3 separate regions of the Sus scrofa genome follow, and all the other regions are linked to region 1. A link is a contact called in public HiChIP or PLAC-seq data. All regions are on one chromosome and are shown on one strand. The core of a region is the stretch at or near the end of the contact, and the rest is flanking DNA. Distances in the headings are between cores, read along the strand shown.

Region 1 (3,970 bases), core at 317-2,816:
TCAATAGAATTCCCCCGCAGGGTTCTAATCAGAAGATAAAGAACAAAATACCTTCTTCCTAGCATTGATTTGGGAAGTGGGCTGTCACATCACACAACTGAACCTCATTAATCAATAAATTGCTGTTAAATTATGTTTCTTCCAGACTATATTTGGGTCCAAGAATAGAATTTATTATCTGGAGTTCCCCTCGTGGCTCAGCCATTGGCAAATCTGACTAGGAACCATGAGGTTGCAGGTTCGATCCCTGGCCTCACTTAGTGGGTTAAGGATCCGGCATTGCCGTGAGCTGTGGTGTAGGTCGCAGACTCAGCTCAGATCTGGGGTTGCTGCGGTTCTGGTGTTGCTGCGGCTCTGGCGTAGGCTGAAGGCTACAGCTCCGATTAGACCCCTAGCCCAGGAACCTCCATATGCTGAGGGTGTGGCCCTGGAAAATACAAAAAAAAAAAAAAGAAAAAAAAAAGTATTATCTATCTATGTTGAATTTCATCATTATATTCAGTCCCTCATCCTAGCTTGTCCAGCCCTCATCCTAGCTTGTCCAGTCTTATTATGAATCATGGTTAGCTATCCTTCCTAGTTTCCTATCTCCAAATTGGCTCAGCCCTCTATTTCCCAATGCAATTAAGTGATACGGCTAAAGTCAGAGCCCTGGGAGGTACTACGTTCCATTTCAACAGTTTGAATCTACCAAAATGTACTATCAGTTCACATTTCAGAGCCTCCTTCCCAAGAACTTGAGACTGCTTGGTACCTCGAACTCTAAAAACACTTTGGCTAAGTAATCAGCTGCTCGTGCCAAGGTTGGAATCTTACCAGGAACCGCACTCACTGTAGTATGGACAGTCGCTGGGTTCAAGTCCCAGTTCCACCAGTTACTAGCTCTGGGTGACCTTGAGCAAGTGACTAACCCCTACATTGGATTGATGGGAGGATTAAATGGGATGGTCATTATTTATTTACAATTTATCAAGTGCCATTCACCTCGATAGCTACTCAAAATAATCTCATAAGGCTGGAAACCCAGAGGACTCAGGTCTTCACTTTACAGATGGACAGGAAAATGAGTCTTGTTCTTGGTACCATAGGGACCCAACGGGAGATTCAGAACCCGGGCATCCCCTCCCTCCTCTCGTCGTCCCGCACCTGCAAACACTTGTACAGCACAAAAGCCACGACGGCCGCGGTGTACAGCGCCCCCAAGGGCAACGCCCCGGCTCGAGCTGGGTCGCGCTGATCCTTGGGCGGCGGCGACCGCCGCCGGAGTTCTGTGGCCTCGGGGCCGACCTGGGCGGCGTCTCCTGAGGAGGGCAGAGGCGGGTCAGTAGAGCTGGGGGTTGGGGCCGGTAGGCAGTCCCTGCCTCCCTCTAACAGACCTCGGTGGTACCTGGGTGTGCCGGGCGGTCGGGGCTGGAGCGGTCTCCGAGGACCTCGGGCAGCGCAGACATAAGTAGCAGCCCCACCGCACCCGCTAGCGAGACCACGCTAGCCATTGCAGGCGGACTACAGGAGAACCTGGGAGGAGCCGGCGTTGGCCGCACGCGCCCATGCGCACGCGCACGCGCGCCCTGGAGCCCGTTCCGCTCCGGGCCTCCCTGGAAGGTCACGCCCACCTAGCGTATGGGCGGGGCCAGGATTTATTTGCATAGGACCGGGAGCCCAGCTTAGTTTATTTTAGAAATTAGTTCATTTCTTATCTCCATTTAGGGATTCGGTTAGCCAGAAAGTGTCCAGAAGCTTACAACCTTAGAAGAGTATGCGATAAAGTGGTTTCCCACACTAGTCCACATCCTCACCCTAATCATAAAATAAATTTTTTCTTCCAGCTATAAAAGGTTACAGGAGCCCACCCACCAGTGAAGCTCGTGCTGAAGGCCTGTTTCCTAGGCTACAAACGAGGGACTAGTTCCTTATTTACGCCTAGGGGAAAGTCCCCGGACCTAAGGCAGAGAGTGCCACGTGCGCCTGCACGTAGACTGTCCCTGCACCTCACGGTTAATCCGCTAAGAAGCGATTTCGCCGAGCGGCGTGTGGCAGGGATGTCATCCGTCAGCCGAAATAGTTACACAGGCAGTGCGCTTCCGCGCACCAACCACACGGGGCTCATTCTCAGCACGGCTGATTTTAATCCTTTCTGGAAGGTAACAAGGTGGTTATTTATTTATTTTTTTTAAAGAAAAAAAAATTATTGCTCAATGGATTTATTGCATTTATAGTTGTACAATGATCGTCACAATCCATTTTTATAGGATTTCCAGCCCACAACCCCAGCACATCCTCCACCCCCCGCAACTGTCTCCCTTGCAAACTCTTAAGTTTTTCAAAGGCTGTGAGTCAATATCTGTTCTGCACAGAAGTTCATTCTGTCCTTTTTTCAGATTCCACATGTCAGTGAAAGCATTTGATGTTGGTGTCTCAGTGTCTGACTGACTTCACTTAGCATGATCATTTCTAGGTCCATTCATGTTGCTAAAAATGCCAGTATTTCGTTCCTTTTAATGGCTGAGTAATATTCCATTGTGTATATGTACCCCATCTTCTTGATCCACTCCTCTGTCGATGGACATCTAGGTTGTTTCCATGTCTTTACAAATGGGAGAAAAATCTTTTTTTGCCTTTTTCTAGGGCCGCTTCCCGCGGCATATGTAGGTTCCCAGGCTAGGGGTCGAATTGGAGCTGTAGCCACCGGCCTACACCACAGCTCACAGCAATGCTGGATCCTTAACCCACTGAGCAAGGCCAGGGATCGAACCTGCAACCTCATGGTTCCTAGTCGGATTTAGTTAACCACTGCGCCACGATGGCAACTCCTAGTTTTGTTTTTACTGACATTACTCTAAGAGGTGGATCTGAGAAGATGTTGCAGAAATCAACGGCATCTTTATACACTAACAATGAAAGATCAGAAAGAAATTAGGGAAGCAATCCCATTTACCATTGCATCCAAAAGAATAAAATACCTAGGAGTAAACCTACCTAAAGAGACAAAATACCTGTATTCTGAAAACAATAAGACACTGATGAAAGAAATCAAATATGACACAAATAGATGGAAAGACATATCATGCTCTTGGATTGGAAGACTCAATGCTATCAAAATGACTATACTACCCAAGGCAATCTACAGATTCAATGCAATCCCTATCTAATTACCAAGGACGTTTTTCACAGAACTCGAACAAAATAGTTTAAAGTTTGTTTGGAAGCACAAAAGACCCAGAATAGCCAAAGATAGCCTGAGAAAGAAAAATGGAGCTGAAAGAATCAGGCTCCCTGACTTCAGACTATACTACAAAGCAACAATCATCAAAACCATAAGGTACTGGCACAAAGACAGACATATAGATCAGTGGAACAGGATAGAAAGCCCAGAATTCTGTTTTTTGTTTGTTTTAGCGATTCCCCTTTCCCACAACGGCTTCCTGTTTCCCTCCTCCACCTGGCAAGTGCCTAATTTGAACTCCGATTACCTGGGCTATAATCCTGCCTCCCCTACTTTGGGCAAATTATTTAATCTGTTTCCACTCAGGAATGGAGATAATGAGAGTTGTTATAATGAATAAATGGGGGTATTCCAAGAAAAGTGCTTAAAACTGTGATTTTAATTTGAGCAGCTACTATTTCACCAGGCACTTGAGATTATATTATCTTTCTCCCAGATATTCCGCTGCCTGCCACTCACCTCCTTTCTGCACAAAGACAACACAATTTTCAAATCTCACTCACTGTATGTGCATGTTCTATACAGAACACTTAGGTCAACTTCTTATGCATTATTGCAGCTATTCTACTTTCTTCAAGTCATTACTATATGTCAATTATGTCTCAGTAAAGCTGGAAAAATCTGTTTTAATTAAAATCAATGCAATTATAAAATGAAAATACTCTAGACTGTAAATTCCATGAGAGCAGGGGCCATAGCTCTTTTTTTAACCATGTTATTCCTATTGCCTAGCAGAGCACCTGGTGC
Region 2 (3,892 bases), core at 1,244-3,743, 470 kb after region 1:
AAAATGTCTGCAAAATTAGGATAAAATGTCACATAATTTATACAGCAAAGCAGAAGAAAGAACACTTATCTCCTCAAGAGAAAAAAGCTGCATATCTTTTTTGTTTTTTGGGGTTTTTTTTTTTTTTTGGTTGTGCCTATGGCATGTGGAAGTTTTAGGGCCAGCGATTGAACCTACACCACAGCAGCGAAATTAGCTACTGCAGTGACAATGCTGGATCCTTAACATGCTGCACCACGGGAGAACTCTGGGGCTGCACCTCTTAATAATCTCCTACACATTTCCAAAGAGACCTTTGTTTAAAAATCTAGAGATTATTTGATCCACAACCTTGAAGATATCTCTATATTGTTAGAACTAGAGGCTAGACTTGGAGTTCTCATTGTGGCACAGTGGGTTAAGAATCTGACTGTAGCAATCTGGGTCCATGCAGAGGTATGGGTGGGTACATCCGGCGTTGCTGTGGCTGCAGCTGCAGCATAGGTCAGAGGTGTGGCTCAGATTCAATCTCTGGCCTGGGAACTTCCATATGCCACAAGTGTGGCTGTTAAAAAACAAGAGGGAGTTCCCATTGTGGCTCAGCCTGACTGGTATCTGTGAGGGACCCCTAGTCTCATTCAGTGGGTTAAGGATCCGTTGCCATGAGCTGTGGTGTAGGTTGAAGACATGGCTTGGGTCCCACCATTGCTGTGGCTGCGGCATAAGCTGGCAGCTGCTGCTCAAATTCAACCCCTAGCCTGGGAAATTCCATATGCCACAGGTTCGATCCTAAAAAGCAAGCAAGCAAACAAACAAAAAAACAAAGTTCTGAGCCAAACACAGTGACCTCAAACTTTGAGCTTTTTTCACTACACAAAACCCTTCCAACTTTACTCTCTCTAGGATTATACAGGTATTTGTATGATGATACAAACAAACAAGCCACATCAGGGCAGAAAAATTTTGTTTCTTTTTCACTTTTTGCCTAGCACACCATTTGGTGTTCAGTAAAAAGCATCTTAACGACTCACAGAAAGAAAGTCACAGGGACCTAAAGAATCTGAGACTTAGAGAGAAATTTAACAGGTCTGATCCTTCATAGTCCTCAGCACTGCCAACTCCACAGAGAAGCTCTGAGTTCTGCAAGGGCCCTGTGCTGCCATCTACCGGTAGCTGGCAAGCATCGACTCCCCATTGCTATCTCCAGAACCCAAAGGGTTGCGGGAAGTTGGAGAGTAGAATCAAACGCTAATTAAATTACAGAAGTGTAAATGTCACATAGTTTTTGTTTTGTTGTGTTTTGTTTTGCCTTTTTTTTAAAGGGCCGCACCCACGGCATATGGAAATTCCCAGACTACGGGTCAAATCAGAGCTGCCGCAGCTGCCAGCCTACACCACAGCCCACAGCAACACCAGATCCTTAACCCATAGGATTGAACAAAGCCAGGGACTGAACCTGCATCCTCATGGATACTAGTCGGGTTAGTTACCGCTGAGCCACAACAGAACTCCTGTCACATAGTTGATTTGACACGTGCAAAGCAAAGGCTCTACTTTTCTTCAGTGATTGCAGGCTCCCCTTACTCTGTAGTAACACTTAGGCTCATGAATTTCACAGACGACTCTCTGACCTATCTCTACAGGTACACATCTGACTCTTACTTCTTGTCTCCCAGAATTCAGACTCTCTTGAACAGAGTAGGCTGCAGAAATTATTCATCCTCACAGAGTTGAGACCCCGTCAACCAGATTTGCGCATTTTTACAGAACCCTGAGACCCCTTGTGCTACTTTGCAAGTCCCACAGACCTCCCCCATTAAGGCAAATACACGCGCTAACGCAGACGGCTTCACTAAGAGGCTCAAGTTCCGCAGGCTGCTCACACCAGCGCAAAAGCTTGAGAGGGCCTCATTCAGGCTCGGCGCCTTCAGGCTAACGCTTTGACCCTGGCTCTGGCTCCCCACCTCCAGCCTAATCCGGTCAGCCTAGGCCTCACACAGAGGGCACATGCCCCGCCCATCTAAACCTGTCATCACAGAAGCCGCACGTGGCCGGGGTGGGACCTCAGGCGACCTGCAGCCATCACTTTGTCTCCTCCACCATCCATTGGGACCACCACCACCAATCAGAGCCAGCGGTTCCCGGCTGGAGAGCGGGCGCCGGGGTGAGGCTAGTGGGAGAAGGGGCGGGGGGAGAAGAGGCTCAGAGATCTGAGGGGGCTAGCGTTGGAAAGGAGCTTGGCACCGGTTCTGCCAGGCTGGAATCCGAGTGGGCGGGTCCTAGTGACAAGCAAGGAGACCAAAAAGGGGCGGGGATTGGAGGGGACGACGGGCAAGCAGTGTTCAATGGGGAGACGCCGAGAAGACGAGAAGGGGCGGGGCCTTAGAGGGGGCGGGACCTGTATTACAGGGGAGGAGCCCCAGGAATTACAGAAACTAGGAAAAAGGACAAGCGGGGTGGGGGGGGAAGGTGGGAGGTGGGACAGGGGGAGGGTGGGTCTTGTCGTTGCGGGGGCGGGGCTCGCACCAAAGGGGCGAGGTTTGCCGGAGGAGGCTGCAGCTGGGGCAGCTGTGTAACTGCCCCAATCCACTACCTCCCCAGGTGCAGCGGGACTCACGGAACTGCAGGTGTGGGGTGGGGTGCGTGTGGAAGAAGGGACAAGGACCGGGGTGCGCTTGGGCAGACATGAGGAGGTGGGGATCGCTTTAGGGAAGGAGAGAATTGGGAGAAATGCTGGGGTAGGGTGGAGTAAAGCAGAGTTAGGGGAGGAGCTGGGGCTCACTGTGTGGGCTAGGAGGTGCATTCTCCGGTAGCCCTTGTGGGGGAGGGGCGGGAGTGCTTTGTGAGGGTGGGAAGTACTAGGTAGGGGGTGAAGTCTTTATCTTGAAGTGGAGGGTTGGAGAAGATACTTGAGGAGGAGGGACTCTGAAGGAGCTTAGGGGGAAAGGGAAGAGGGGGTGTTGTGTGATGGAGAAGGGCTGGTGGTCCAGAGTGTGGGAGGGACAGATGGCCTGTGTGGAGGAAGAAGGGATGGGGCTGTGGGCACTCTGCGAAGGGAAGGGGTTGCAGGCCCCAGCTGGGGAGGGAAGAACCCCTAGTGCTTTGAGAAAGTGTGGGGGCATTATAGAGATTCCAGGAAGATGTTTGTGTCCTGTGTTTTAGGAATGAGGGTGATGAAATTGCTGGGGTGAAGAAGCCCGTCTGCAGTGCTCCTGGCTCCTCAACTCCTAACTCCACCTTCAGGCCTGAGCACTCTTAGAGAGGATCTAGGCCCCACTTGCCACTAGGGCTTGTGCGACCTTCTCAGGCAGCTCTGGATCTGTCTGGCTGAGTCTGGGTTTTTTGGTTTCTTTTTTTCCCCCTTCGTTGGTGTCTCTGGGGACCCTTCCCCCATTCTGTTCCTGTTAACCCCCCACTCTAGTTCCTGTTCCTTCTAGAAGCTTGCCTTGGTCCCTGTCTTCCCCCACCTCCCCCACTTTGCTCTGCCCTTATGTTCTGGGTGTGCTCATTTCCCACTTCCTTCCTCGCCCTGGGGCCTGGCCCGGTCCTTGCATGTCTAGGAGCTGTGCCTGCCCCAGACTTTGTACTCAGTGGCCAGAGACCTAATAATTAGCAGCAAGGCCCAGACCCCACCCTCACTACTACCAAGGTCTTTCCCAGCAGGCCCCCAAGTGAATGGTAGACACATTTTTACCACTTGCCACAAATGAAATTTCCCCACACTTTTCCTTCTCCTGGGTAGGTAACATTGCGACCGTCAAAAATTCTGGGTGTCTGTAGGAGGGGAAAATAATAAGTACTAAGGGTCTTTGATGCATGTTTGGAGAGGTGGGTCACTATTGTCATTTGAACTTGAGAAGGGATGTGAGGTTGCAGCCTCTGCTGGGGGAGGAAGAAGGAATGGCTCCCCATA
Region 3 (3,614 bases), core at 224-2,723, 500 kb after region 1:
GGATTTTTTTCACTCACATGCACTACTTTCCTCCCCTCACATTCTTTTTTTTTTTTTTTTTTTTTTTTTCTGTCTTTTTGCTTATTTCTTTGGGCCGCTCCCGCGGCATATGGAGGTTCCCACGCTAGGGGTCGAATTGGAGCTGTAGCTACTGGCCTACGCCAGAGCCACAGCAATGCGGGGTCCGAGCCGCGTCTGCAACCTACACCACAGCTCACGGCAACGCCGGATCCTTAACCCACTGAGCAAGGTCAGGGATTGAACCCGCAACCTCATGGTTCCTAGTCGGATTCGTTGACCACTGCGCCACGACGGGAACTCCCTCCCCTCACATTCTTCATATGGGTCTATGGCAACTCTCTATTTGATCTGCCTCCTCCTCCCCTTCCTGAATAACTTGATTCCTCCTCTCTTCCTTTAGATTCTGGCCAGTGCCTTGGCAGCCTCCATCCTCCGCAGGCATCTCATGGTCTGGAAGGTGTTTGCCCCCAAGTGAGTGAGGTTGTTTCCCAAGTATCGGTGTGGGAGAGGGTGAAGCTTGGAGCAAACAATGAACATCCAGAGTGGACAAGGTTTTGTCTCACAGGGAAGAGGATCTGGAGTTACTGGGGCATTTGGGATTCTCCACCTTTCTTTGCAGGTTCATTTTTGAGGCCATGGGCTTCATTGTGAGCAGCGTGGGACTTTGCCTGGGCATAGCTTTGGTGATGCGAGTGGATGGTGCTGTGAGCTCTTGGTTCAGGCAGTTAGTTCTGTCCCACCAGAGAGCTGGAGAACAATCTAGCCTGGTCTATACGGGTGCTGGATCATCTGCAAGAGAGGCTCAGTCATACCTCTTACCGTCATGTAGCCAGGAGCTACTGGTATCTGGGACTTCATCATTTTGTAACTCAAAATCATAGTGGGGCCTAATCCCTGACTCCTGCTCTGGATATCTGAGGGACTGGGGGGCTGTCTCCTAAGCAGAATAAAATAACAATGTAAATATGTGTGTCTGAGGTGTAGGGGAGCCCCCCCTGTCCTGTAGGGGATACTATGGGGGGAGGGGGAGAGTCAGTCTCCCCTCTCCCAGGCACAGATGGGATCAGTCATCTTATGCAGACCTGGCTGTACCAGAGAACCTTTGGAAAGTGGTTACTGTTGTCGGAGTTCACTTCTCCCACCTCTTCCTGAATTACTACTATTATTCGACCTACCATTTTCCTTTGCCAGGCAATATATTTTATTGAATTCTTTCATTTTGGCCAGTAACAGAGATGCCTGAAAAGACAAGCCCAGGCATCACGGAACACATTGACTTCCATTGTCTCAGGCCCCAGTAGTAATGTGTCTCCTTCTCAACTGTGTCCTTTTACTTTTATTTATTTATTTATTTATTTTGTCTTTTTAGGGCCTCATTTGTGGCATATGGAGGTTCCCAGGCTAGGGGTTGAATCAGAGCTGTAGCTGCTGTCCTATGCCACAGCCACAGCAACGCAGGATCCCAGCCGCATCTGTGATCTCCACCACAGCTCACTGAGCAAGGCCAGGGATCACACCTGTGTCCTCACGGATGCTAGTCAGGTTCATTTCCGATGAGCCATGGCGGGAACTCCTCCTTTCACTTTAGAATACCCTTTGCTTTTCACTTCTGTGGAGGCCTCCCTAGTTTTCCAACCTTTTATCAGACCTACTTGCCCATCTAACAGTGTTCCACTTTGTCCCAGCGACCTCTGACTTGAAGCCAAAACTGTATGAATCTAACGTTCCACTCGCATGTCTCCTGTGCCTTCCATCTACCTCACTACTTCTTTGTTATGTTGAAGCGCTGGTATGAAATCCTCATGGAAACGTCCATCAAAGGAATGGGGAATAGGTACTGAGAAGAAAGGTCAGGACTAGGGTTTGAGGTTTGAGGGGGCCCAAGACAGGAGGAGATGAGACTACTGAAAGAAAGAAAAGTGATAAGCTATATGGTTTGCAAATAATTTCTCCCACTTTGTGATGACTTTAAATTTTCTTTTATTTCTTCTTAATTGAGGTATAGTTGACATCTTTGAATTTCCTTTGCCCCCCCAGCTTTGTGAGATATAGTTGGCATACATCACTGGATAAGTTTAAGGTGTACTGCCTAATCTGCCTAATGCTTTGACTTACATCTTTGAATTTTCTTTTTTTTTTTTTTTCAGTTCTCTTCAAATTATTTTATTTATTTATTTTTAATTGATATTTCCCCAATACAATTTTTTTTCTACTGTACAGCATGGTGACTCAGTTACACATACATGTACACATTCTGTTTTTGCATATTATGCTCCATCATACCTGACTAGATACAGTTCCCAGTGCTACACAGCAGGATCTCATTGCACATCTTTGAATTTTCTTGATGCTATCTTTGTAGCACAAGAGTTTTTACTTTTAGTGAGATCCAGCTTATCCATTTTGAGTTGACCTTATGGATGGTAAGGGTCGCAGTTTGTCTCTTTTTTGCATTCGGATCTCCAGTTCTACCTACAGCTGTTGAAAGGATTGGGCAGGTACGTTCTGGCAGTGCAGACTGCTCAAGCACAGGGCTGCGCTGCCAGGTAGTCGGGCTCCATGGGGTTGAGCAGACTGTGGTGAGTGTGCTGGTGCTCCATGGTGAGCAGAGACAGGTTGGGCCGATTACCGAGGGCCTCCATCTCCAGTCAGTTCTTTTTGGAGACAGTTTCTGCTGGGGACGGACTTTTCGTGGCGGCCACCGGCGGTACTACAACTCCCAGCCTGCGTCGCGCGGATCAGCGCTCCGCGGCGAGGGAAGTCTGGGACAGGCCTGGCCGGCCCGCTGCGATCCGCGAATTCCGCTACGGAGATCAACTACAAGGCTTTGGCCTCCGGGAGGGCCGCGCAGGCCGGACGGCGAGCCGTACGACTTCTCCACTCAGACACGCCTCCAGCCTCTGGCCCGCCTCAGCCTTCCCCTCCGGTCTGGTCCCGAGTCTAGTCCCGACTCGTTTATTTCTTCCTGGAGTTTTCCGCGGAGAGTAACTCTTGAAGGCGACCAACCGCGGCCGAGCGTTTTGCTGGCCCGGCCAGCCAGAGGCGAGGGTGGAAGAGGCGGGAGTGAAAGTCCCGGAGGTCAGCTAGAAGACAGTTCGTTTCTGCGGGGAAGGGCAGGCTGCCCTGATTTGGAACCCCGAGGGGAACAAAGGAGCCTCGGCGGGGTGCGGAAGTGCACGGACCCCTCCCCGCTCAGCGGGGCCTTCCGGGGGCGGGGTGGGGGGGGCAGGCTTACCCTTCAGCAGTCCCTTTCAGGTGTCCGGGCCCAGCCTCGGCCACCATGGCTCACAAGACCCTTCTGGGCTCTTCAACATCCCATGACAGCTGCCTGGATCTGTGGAGGGAAAAGAATGACCAGCTAGTTCGACAGGCCAAGGTAATGTGATTGCTGAGATCCTTACTTAGCAACCCCCAAATACCAGAAAAAGGGTATGCTGTGGATTTACCATCACCATTGGGGAGGGGCTGAACTCGACCTCCCCCAAAGAGCCAGAAGTGGCAGGAGGATGTCGTCCCTTGTCACAGCTGAAATGGGAGAGAGAAGGGCTGGTCTTCAGTGATGCCTGACTCACATTTGGCAGGTTGCTCAGAAC

Evidence for each region. HiChIP or PLAC-seq counts read pairs in DNA pulled down with a chosen protein or histone mark.
Region 2: an H3K27ac HiChIP or PLAC-seq map of alveolar macrophages shows a contact between it and region 1. The contact joins the promoter of FAM214B here to the promoter of CCDC107 in region 1. A contact is called at or near these places in 3 of 5 promoter capture datasets (fetal liver, fetal skeletal muscle and liver), 4 of 47 Hi-C or Micro-C datasets (embryonic fibroblasts, fibroblasts, heart right ventricle and 1 more) and 2 of 2 datasets of contacts at active chromatin or transcription factors (alveolar macrophages and skeletal muscle).
Region 3: an H3K27ac HiChIP or PLAC-seq map of alveolar macrophages shows a contact between it and region 1. The contact joins the promoter of FANCG here to the promoter of CCDC107 in region 1. A contact is called at or near these places in 2 of 5 promoter capture datasets (fetal liver and liver) and 1 of 2 datasets of contacts at active chromatin or transcription factors (alveolar macrophages).

Annotation. Positions count from the first base shown.
Region 1 is chr1:236,378,168-236,382,137 of Sscrofa11.1, reverse strand. CCDC107 (coiled-coil domain-containing protein 107) reads right to left here and starts at 1,566. Exons shown (of 6, transcript XM_005660223.3): 1 at 1,388-1,566; 2 at 1,147-1,301. The coding sequence starts at 1,493. It overlaps LOC106509199 (a long non-coding RNA gene), which reads left to right. Exons shown (of 2, transcript XR_001306517.2): 2 at 1,827-2,128.
Region 2 is chr1:235,905,743-235,909,634 of Sscrofa11.1, reverse strand. It overlaps FAM214B (protein FAM214B), which reads left to right and starts at 2,493. Exons shown (of 9, transcript XM_013986310.2): 1 at 2,493-2,580.
Region 3 is chr1:235,877,463-235,881,076 of Sscrofa11.1, reverse strand. It overlaps FANCG (Fanconi anemia group G protein), which reads left to right and starts at 1,473. Exons shown (of 14, transcript XM_003121983.6): 1 at 1,473-3,397; 2 at 3,603-3,614. The coding sequence starts at 3,302. PIGO (GPI ethanolamine phosphate transferase 3) reads left to right here. Exons shown (of 10, transcript XM_021065447.1): 9 at 422-492; 10 at 641-987. The coding sequence ends at 652.